Linked DNA regions of Mus musculus: region 1 is linked to region 2. A link is a contact called in public Hi-C data. All regions are on one chromosome and are shown on one strand. Each heading gives the region's core, a stretch centred on a gene start, on an enhancer-like site or on the middle of the called end of the contact. The rest is flanking DNA. Distances are from core to core; before and after follow the strand shown.

Region 1 (4,865 bases), core at 1,118-3,617, 330 kb after region 2:
ACTCTGCGTATTCTACAATCCAAGGAGCCCCAGGGGTTCCTGGCAGTGCCTGGAAAAAAAGCAGAGTCCTTCCAAAACCATAAAAAATAAATATCTGTTGTTCTGAGCCACCTGCCTTATGGCACCTGGCCATGGAAGCCCTAGGAGATGACACAGCATCCTTTGGGTAAAGCTGATCCGAAGCTAGCTTGGAGCCCCATGAGCACACTTCTCTGATAGATAATACAGCCTAGAACAGCAGAGACTCAAAGGAGGACTCACAATAAACTCTTAGTATAATCTATAGTTTCCTTAAGTTTGTTCATCAAAAAAATATATTTAACACAGCTAAATAGTGATGGTCACTGGAACATTAAATGCCCCCAAAAGTATGAGAGCCAGCAGGCAAATGATAAAGGGACTGAGAGTTTCACAAAACAGTGTGAAGATGTGAGAGTCATGGGCACCTTGAAAGCACAGCCCAGAGAAGACCGTACATAAGAGTAGTTCATTCCTGCCGTTCATATTTCTCACATAAGGAATTCAAAGTCCCGATTTGAAATGTGGGGGATGAGGACTGGAGAGATAGCTTGGCAGTTAGGAGTACTCACTGCATTTCAAAGGACCTGGGTTTGAGTCACAACAGCCACACTGCAGATCATAAGCTTCTGTAACTCTATTTCCAGGGGGATCTGATGCCGTCTTCTGGCCTCTGTGGGCATTTATTTGCACATGTAGTGCACAGAACCACAGGTGCCACACATACAATTTAAAAACAATGACTAAAAAAACTTTACAAAAACATGTTGTCAAAACACAGATATACCCCTATGCCTTACATACCTGCAAGAATAGTTTATTAATGAACACTGAATTCTTCCAGTTGCAATCACAGAAATTTCTCATGGAATAAACCCATCCCATAGTCCTATAAACCTACCCAATTACAGGCTGTCTTCTACCTTCCTAAATGGTGGATTGAGTTTCTACTCTGGTGGACATCTGTTTTAAACTATGCTTGGGCCCACTCTGGGATGTAAAACTGTCTTGTGCACAGTGATGGATCAACACCCACCCTCAGCATTTTCCCTCCCTCCAGGAGAGCAGCAGTCTGGTCCTCTAGTGGCTCTGCCTGCTAGGCTGTAGCGGGAACCGGCTTTCATGGCAGGCACTGTGATGTTTGCAGTGGTGAGGCTGGAGACCGTTTCCAGAAAAGACACAGGCTCTGGGAGTTTGCCGAGCACTGACTGGGAGCACAGTGTTTCTAGTCAGGGTATCTGGACTTTGATCTTGGGCCTGAGGGAGCCAGGCAGTGATGGGTTGAGAGAGGAGAGGATGGGGCCTGGGTCTCCCTGGGATACTTGCTTCTGGCCCAGATCCTTATATTTTAAAGTGTGTAGCACATTTGCCCCGTTTTAATGTTGGAGCCCCTAAGAGAGTACACTTAGGAATCAGCTCACACAAGCTCTGCAGAGATTATCAAACACCCAGAAATTTTGCAAGCCAGTTGTTAAATTAAGCCACTTCAAAATTGGCCACAATGGGATTATTTTTACTCCATGGAAATCAACAAAGACCACAACTCAGGGTTGGATTTTCTCTTTTTTTCCACAGGGCTCACATCCTGCTGCTGTCGTCTCACTGATTTCAGGAATATTTTACATCCCTCCCACATGCTTTCCAAAATTCTCACCAGAACCCTGGCCAGCTACTCCTATAATGTTCTTTGCAGCATTAGTCCGGGGTTCTGCTATCTTTCTAAGAGATGCTAGGTTTCTTGCCCTGGCCTTCTGTGGTTTCTCTCTGCTTAGAGTGCAAAATGAAAACAAAGCGCTCAGTGTCAGAGAAAGATCATTGAGACACACCTTCAGGGCATTCTCCAAGTCAGCAGTACCAGAGGGCTCCCAGCTTGATTTATTCTCAAGCCCTACATCAAGTGGTTCACAAAAATATCATGTAACCCGAAAACACAGAAAGAGAGCACTGTTCTCATTTCTCAAACCGTATGCAGGAAGCAGGCAGCTCTGACATCTTGCAGTGGTGGCCGAGGCCCTTCTGCCAGGCAGCCTCCAGCCCTTCTGCCAGGCAGCCCCCACTTGGAGCTTGTCCATCCCTGCTTTCTGGTGAGCATATCCTGACTTCACTCCAGATGGTGGGAGTCAGGCGAGTGGAACAAGACACGAGCTTCCGCCGGATGGTAAAAATGAATGACGCTAATAAATATGTCTTTGGCCACTTGGCTAGCCCACCTAGCATTCAGCCAAGACACCCTCCTAAGTTCCTAAGACCCCCCTGTAACAATTTCAGAAGTGTCCCACGACCCAGCACACACTATTCAGGTCAGACAAACAGCAGAATACTAAGAGAATTCCTTTCCTGCCGAATCAGGAACAGGCTAGACCTGTTGAGAATTCTTGTAAACTACCCATCTGTGAGTCATATTTGTATCACCCTGAGTGACTGGATTTGGGGTTAATTGCGAAGTTTGGCCAGCTGCCTCTGCAATTGGCTCAATTAGTTATGGAGGTTGGTAAAACAATGATCTGAGGTCACTGGCAGATTCAGACCAAGGGGCAGCAAAATTGAAAGTGGAGAAACCAGCCAAATTAAACCAAAGAAAAGGCCAGTTTGCAGCTATGTGGGAACGACGCCCAGCATGAAGCCAGGGAGAGCAATTAGTTAGAAATATATCGAGTTGTTGATAATTGAATATCTTAATTTGTAAATGCCAATTTTATATGATGTGGCCGGATAAAATGACCCTATTGATTTCCAAGGAAGTACCTATTGCACATTTCAAGATTGCCTGGGCTGCAGACAGGAGAAACACAGCCCAGCAGGAAAAAAAAAAAAAACAACAACATGTATGTGGTGTGTGTGTGTGTGTGTGTGTGTGTGTGTGTGTGTGGTGTCTCACATGTTTTCCCTGATTCTAACATGTTCTTCACAAACACAGTTCAGAGGAAGGAGCTCTGGCTGAAGGCTATGGTGACCTATACTTACACTGCAATTGACTTGCTATATGGCCTTAGTAAAGATGTTTCCCTGCTTTAAGTCTCGTTCTTTTCAACTGAGGTGACATCACAAACACTCTCATGATGCCAAAATGAGCTGATGAATTGCAATGTGGTGTTTTGAGGTGCTGAGTGCCTCGTAGATTATTCATAAAGGCTGTATTCATAATGGTTATCAGCCCCTATGGATATGTGGGGGTATATGCTCCCTGGGGAGAGAGTAAACTTTGAATGCAATTGTAACGGAGTGCCCCTGTGTTCTAGTGTCATTTCTGATGGTAAACAATGCCAACACAGTAACAAATTGCCAGAGAGTTTTTCATTAGTCATCAGAGTGTAAAAGATTTGATAAATAACGAGAAAATGTTGGCTCTTTTGAGGTGGGAAATCCATGTTATTGACAAGAGCAAATTACATTTCTTTGAAAAGGGTGGGGTCACGGGTTTTAGAGTATTTGCCTTGCTGCTGGGATAAATGAACAGCCGCCCCCCTCCCCCGGGAGCTCGTAAAAACTGTCCCCAGCCAGCCCCAGCCCAGCCCCCACCCTCACTTTGTTCAATCATTTGTGTGACAAGGCTGAGTAGCAGCCTGGCGTGGGCCCTGAAGACAGAGAAAGAGGAGAGAGACTCAGTGTTCGCAGAATTTGGGGAGCCGGAAATACAACGGCAGCGGTAACATTGCTTTGAGGAGGTATGCCAGGGAGTCTGGGGTGTTATGGTACCCTCTGTTCTCGTCCAGTCTTCGATTCCCAGCAGCTGCCCACTGCTCTTCAGCTCTGGCGCCGAGCCGGCACATGCCTCCCTCCAGAGCCGCTGCCAGCCTCACTCCTCCACCAGCAGCTGTTGGCCCAGCCCCGGTAGGGCAGCATGACCGCTGGCACCAGTGTGAGCAGGGCACATCTGCAGAGCGTCCCCTGCCCTTGGCTTCATGCCTATGGCTTTATGCCCTACTATGCAAGAGGTTCCCAGCTGGTGCCACTTGACAGGACCCCCTTCTTCACCATGGAGGCTGCAGTGGGTTAGCTTTTTCACCCCTGAGATGTTCCACTCTGCTGTGAGCAACGTGGCGTTTTCCAGACACATGTTCATCTTTAACATTTATTTCCAGACTTAGGGGGTGTTGTTAAAATTCCACTGGTGACCTTTGTAGAGTGTAAATGAGTTAGCCCACGGGTGTTAGGAGGAAATGGTATTTTAAAAACCAAAGCACCAAACACACGAGGATATTATGCTAAGTGAAATGAGCCAGTCACAGAACAACAAATATGGTTATGATCCACTTACACGAGGTATCTAGATTAAGTCAAATTCCCAGAGGCAGAATGTAAAATGGGGACTGCTGCCAATGGGAAGAAGGGACACTGTGGAGGAAGGACACTGGAGAGGAGGGACACTGGGAAAGAGGGACAGGGAGAGTTAGGAATGAATGGGACAAGAGCCTGGTTCTATAAGACAAAGCCACGTTGGAGGTAGGCAGTAAGCTCTATGTTATGAACATAAATGCTACAATTAACTTTTTCAAGAAAATGTAAGGGTCAAAGACATGTCGCAAAGTGTAAAGATGCTTGCTACCAAGCCTGACGACCTGAGTTTGCTCCCTAGGACATACATGATGGAAAGAAAGAACTGACTTCCAAAAGCTGTTCTCTGACCTCAAATGTCCATGAAGAACACACCAATATATATATTTGAAAGAAATGTTTAAACAGAATACCAAATACAGAAGCCACAATATTCATGGTGTGACAATCACAAGAAGGATTAGAATTCAAGGGCCATTAAACTAATAATTTTAAAAACTCCTTCAAATAGAAACACATATTTTCTAAATTAAATCTTGGTTTTACCGGTTGGAAATTTTCTCTTAGAAAAT
Region 2 (4,804 bases), core at 1,546-4,045:
ATGATAAATGGTGGGCCCTCACAGGATTGCTGGTAATAAAGTTAGAGATGTGGGTTGAACTTTCCTAGTATATAGGGAAAATACATAATGAATGTGAAATTTGATTATCACAGGAAAAATTCCTTTCCTTAAATCTAGGAAAGAAAACATTATAATAGCTAAAAGTGCCTGGCATACAGAAGCTATATTCCACACACCACTGTCTCCAAGGAATGGGACTCTTTTCCACTTCATCCTACAAATCACTGAATGAATGAGTTCTCTTTTCTGGGGCCTGAATAAATTCTTGGTCCATCAGTCTGGAGCTGTCTTGGCTCACGAACTATAGAATTCCATTCTAATAAACAAAATATTCAGTCTAGTATGAATTACTCTGTACCCAATTTAAGGTTAATGTTTCCTGACTCCTGGGAGTCAAGGGAGGGAACCTCACTTACCTTGTGTCTAGTGCCAGGCCTGTGTGAGAAATGGGTGTGAAGTCATCCACGCCTAGATTGTATCTTCTGCTTTGATGTCCCCGGAGCCTGGCTCATGCTCCAAGTCCTTCTCTTGGGAGCCAGGGAGCTGTTCTTTCTTGGTGACTTTTGTGCAGTCACCACTGTGCAATCACACAGATGATGCCCCCTTCTCATGGTGTCCCCTTTTAGCCTCCCTCGGTGAATTGTGTTGAAGTTTACCCTCTGGATTATTGCCCTGGCCCTGCAGGCTGACTCTAGTACTATCTCATGTGCTGACTCCAGCTGCTACTCACTACAGTAGGTGAAGCTGCATGCTCATGACTGTTGTGCATCAGAGCACAGGTTCCTCATTCTTTAATCCTAGATGAGGCTAAGCCAGCCCAGCAAACTAGAAGGCCTTCCAGATAGCCTAGAGTTGGGGTAAGCAACCTATATCTTCCCTATGTTGTGTTGGGGATGCCTGATGGCAGGTACAGTTACCACTGCTGGTGGGCACTGCTCAGAAGGATTCATATTACTTAAAGTGCAGAAAGAGGGAGTCTTGGAAGCTCCAGACACAGGGAAGAAAAAGACTGTATTTGAGTCTGCTGATGGTCTCACACCCTGGGCACAATCAGCTTTTTTTTTTTTTTTTTTTTTCCGGTATTCTAAAGGCACAGCCACACTGTTGGATCCCTCCTCAAGCTGTATCTAACAGTCAAGCTCTTGGAGAGCCTGTGTTTTATGGTGAAAGACTCCTTAAATGACTGGGAGAGATTTCTTGAAAAAGTTGGCTGCCTGGCATGGTGCCCAATGCTGCAGGGCAGTGATTTCTCCACCGCGGGGCTCCAGCTCAGAGGTTACTAAGCCACATTCATGTGTGAGATGGGGCTTCCCATGCCTGACTAAGTCATTGATTGTTAAAACAAATAAAATAAAGAGCACATTCAGGCTGATGAATGAGATCCAGTGTGTTTGAAAGAGTCACTTCGGCTTGCAGAGGTGCAAGCAGATAGCTAGGAAGTACTCGAGAGTAGAGGATTGACATTTCAATATTCTATAACAGGACATTATGAACTTGGTGGAGAGAGCATGGCCCCTGGGATCAAATGAGCATTGAGTCTTAAAATTGGGGTACCTAGACCCGCAACATCTACCTATATTACCTGGAAATATGATAAGCATACCAATTTGGAATTGTTACTCCAGACCTCAAGAGGACTCTGAGAGAGAAACTTAGCAACTCTGTCTTGGTGAGGTCTCTAGGTATAGCCTATGCTGCTGAAGTCAGAGACTCTGGCTTCAGACAGGCCTATGGGAGGGAAGCTGAGCACTCCCTGTGATTTGTCAAGGTCTCAGAATATCCCTGGGATAGAAATTTAAACTGGTGTTGGCAGCTTGCTGTGGTACTTGGAGGGTGGGAAGCTATTTAATTTATCATGAATGGCTTTCCCCAGAGTGTTCATGAGCTGGGGAAGAAGAGAGGAACACAATAAAAATAGGAGCATCTCAATGTGCTGGAGCCCAGACAGAGCCTGAGTAACTCTGGACCACAGCTTGGGAGCAGCACCAGATGGTGAAACTTGGACCAGAGCATGGGTTAAATACTGGCCAGGGGAATACAGCTAAATCTTACGTCATCAACAAACATTCCCAGCATGCACGGCTTGCGGTGACAGTGAGAAATTAAGACATCTCTTCTGGGCTGAGAATTTAGTTAGAGACATAACTCTTAAACCAAACAAACACAATGCACAAAGTTATAACTCAGAGTCTATGAAGGAGAGCTTGCTGTGAGTACTCCAGAAGAGCTGGACAGAGTGGCTGCAAGAGGCAGAAGGACAAGAATGACAAAGGTCGACACTTGTACTTGCTGCGATCAACAGGTGGTGACGTCTGATCTCGAGTGACAGCTGTGCGGCTTTGTGAACAAATGCTGATACATTGCAATTACTATTTGTTCCTTGACAAGAATTCATGTCTGAGCACAGTCTAAAGGACCTTGAGTAAAATAAACAATAGTGTAGGGCTTCAGTAGTGAACACATCTCCACCACTTCAGCAAGCCCCTCTATGAGCTCAGTAGAGCAAACACACCCTAGGACTACAAAGTATAAGGTTGATAGGCTGATAGATGACTAGCTGAAAGAGAGCAAACAGCTCTTAGCATGCAGCATCCCAGAAGCACCTGGGATCATCTTCTCTTCACTTTGCCCTAACTGAATACATTCCTGCTTTCTCTAGGAGTGACATGGTCCAGTATTCTCAGTGGATGCCTTACTACAGACAGTACTTACTCCTATGTGGGCTACTACAGAGCAACCACAGACCCAGTGTTAATCTGTTCTTCCACATTGTGTGCCGTAACACCTCTGCATCATTCCTCTTGTCCTTTGGGACCATTATGAAGAAAATCATGGTTATATGTGTGCAAGCATTGTGACATCATGACAAATGATGTGATAGCTGAGGTGACTAATGGTGGCTACACTGGGCAAAGGGATGTCTCTTATCTTGGATGGGAACAGGACAGTGTGAGATTTTTACCATGCTTCTAAGATTGGCACGGCATTTTAAATGTATGAACTGTTTCTCATAGTTTCCGTTTAGCAATTTCAGACAGAGCCTAATCTTGGGTAAATAAAAATCCCAGAAAGTGGAACCAGCAGAGAGAGAAGCCAGCTGAACACTTTTTCTGTATGACAGCGCTGGGTCATCAACAAAAGGGTGAATGGCACTCACGCTGTGTTTGTTATGATGGGAAATCATGAAATAAAACATTGGAAATGGTGAAAGCAGATCTGGGGAGACGGCTCAGTTCGTAAAATTGCTTGCTGTGCAAGCACAAGAACCTGAATTCAGATCCTAGAATGCAGGTGATCAGCTGGGATAAAGTAGCAGTGGTGTGCCTGCAATTGCCAGTGTTCGGGAGGCACAGAGAGAAAGGTCCTGGGGTCTAGCTGGTCAGACAGTTCAGCCTAGTGGTTTCTGACCTTCCTCATGCTGTGACCCTTTACTACAGTTCCTCATGTTGTGGAACCATAAAATTATTGTGTTGCTACCTCATAACTGTAATTTCCTGACTGTTATGAATCATAATATAGATATCTGATCTGCAAGCCGATATGTGACCCTTGTGAAAGGGTTCTTTGATCCCTAAAGTATTCAAAACCCACAGGTTGAGAACCACTGATTTACACAAGTCAGTGAGTTCCAGGTTCAGTGAGATACTGTATCCCAAAATTGCAAGAGGACAATGGATAGCAGAAGAGACGTGATATAGACCTCTGGCTTTCACATGTACACATCTCTACATAGATGTGCGTGCATACATAGGTATGCACATGCACACAGTCACATACAATACACACACACACAGAGACACATACATATATATTCTACAGTTCTTATATTTACCACTTAATCTACATACACACAGGAAAAAGGAAGAAAATGTGAAAGTGTTTGGGTCGTTCCTAACGGCTTGTTGTGAGGGCCAGAGTCTGCTCAGTTGAGAGCGTCTGGACTTGCTGTTGGAAGCTGACACCTAAGGCTTCATTGACTGCTTTGATTCAGGTGTTACTCTTTAGTTTACAGCTCCCACTGCCTTTCTGGTGGGGAAAAGCAATAAATCCCTTCTCAATGGTCCTATTTACACTCAGATTATAAACATCTCTGGAAACAAGAGGGCATCTTCATGTGATTCATCTTATTTTCCCTGCATCATCTTTTCTAGCTGAGTTCAAGTCTCCATTTATCCATTGATGCTCTCAATTAGAAATTGTCAGGAGTTTAATAGGGCTTTCAAAACCCATTTAGCTAAAACAGTGTGTTATTGAAGGGCTGTCTGTCAACTGCTACAGTGAGCACCATGAGACAATGTCACCGACTGACCACAGGGGAAATGGCTTTCATTTAAGCTGCATATCCTTTGCCCTGGCACTACCATAAATGGGTAAGGCATTTTCTGAAACAGACCTATTCCGGATATTATTCTCTATGTTCAATTTTTATATGAAAATAAGGACATTTGTCAGATAAGCTAGCCCTCCTTGGAGGATAATTACCTTGTTTGGCCACTATTGGTGAGATCTTGATTGTTTCCTGGACTTGAGCCCTTGACATTTGAAACAGTACTGTGTTGACATCTGCAGTTCTTTGAATTTAAAGAACTTAATAGCAAAGTCCTTCTTAACTTGCAGCACTTTTTCAGGTTAAGCACCTATGTTGACCTTTCACCCAAATACCTCTCTTCTTCAGGGTGTGAAGGCTGGCCATGAAGTTCACACCTGCTTCATTGGAAGAACACAATTTTATCACTAGTAATAGTTTTCAGATGAAAAGATCCAATTCAAGTCCTCCTGGCGC

What was found. A called contact is a pair of places that touch in the nucleus more often than the background predicts.
Region 1: a contact with region 2 is called in a Hi-C map of muscle stem cells, with 2.4 times the contacts expected there. The contact joins the enhancer-like site here to the promoter of 4930529N20Rik in region 2. A contact is called at or near these places in 3 of 484 Hi-C or Micro-C datasets (cerebral cortex, liver and muscle stem cells) and 1 of 115 datasets of contacts at active chromatin or transcription factors (pancreatic cancer cells).

What each region holds. Positions count from the first base shown.
Region 1 is chr13:35,499,889-35,504,753 of GRCm38.p6, forward strand. No RefSeq gene overlaps it. Among named protein-coding and RNA genes, the nearest start is that of Cdyl, 160 kb to the right of the region's middle. Within about 2 kb of position 2,368, at least 99 of the 459 cell types and tissues checked have an H3K27ac peak or open chromatin away from gene starts, as enhancers often do. A contact at or near this core is called in cerebral cortex and muscle stem cells, where this site is marked.
Region 2 is chr13:35,165,009-35,169,812 of GRCm38.p6, forward strand. It overlaps 4930529N20Rik (RIKEN cDNA 4930529N20 gene), which reads right to left and starts at 2,796. Exons shown (of 2, transcript NR_153831.1): 1 at 2,734-2,796; 2 at 2,138-2,438.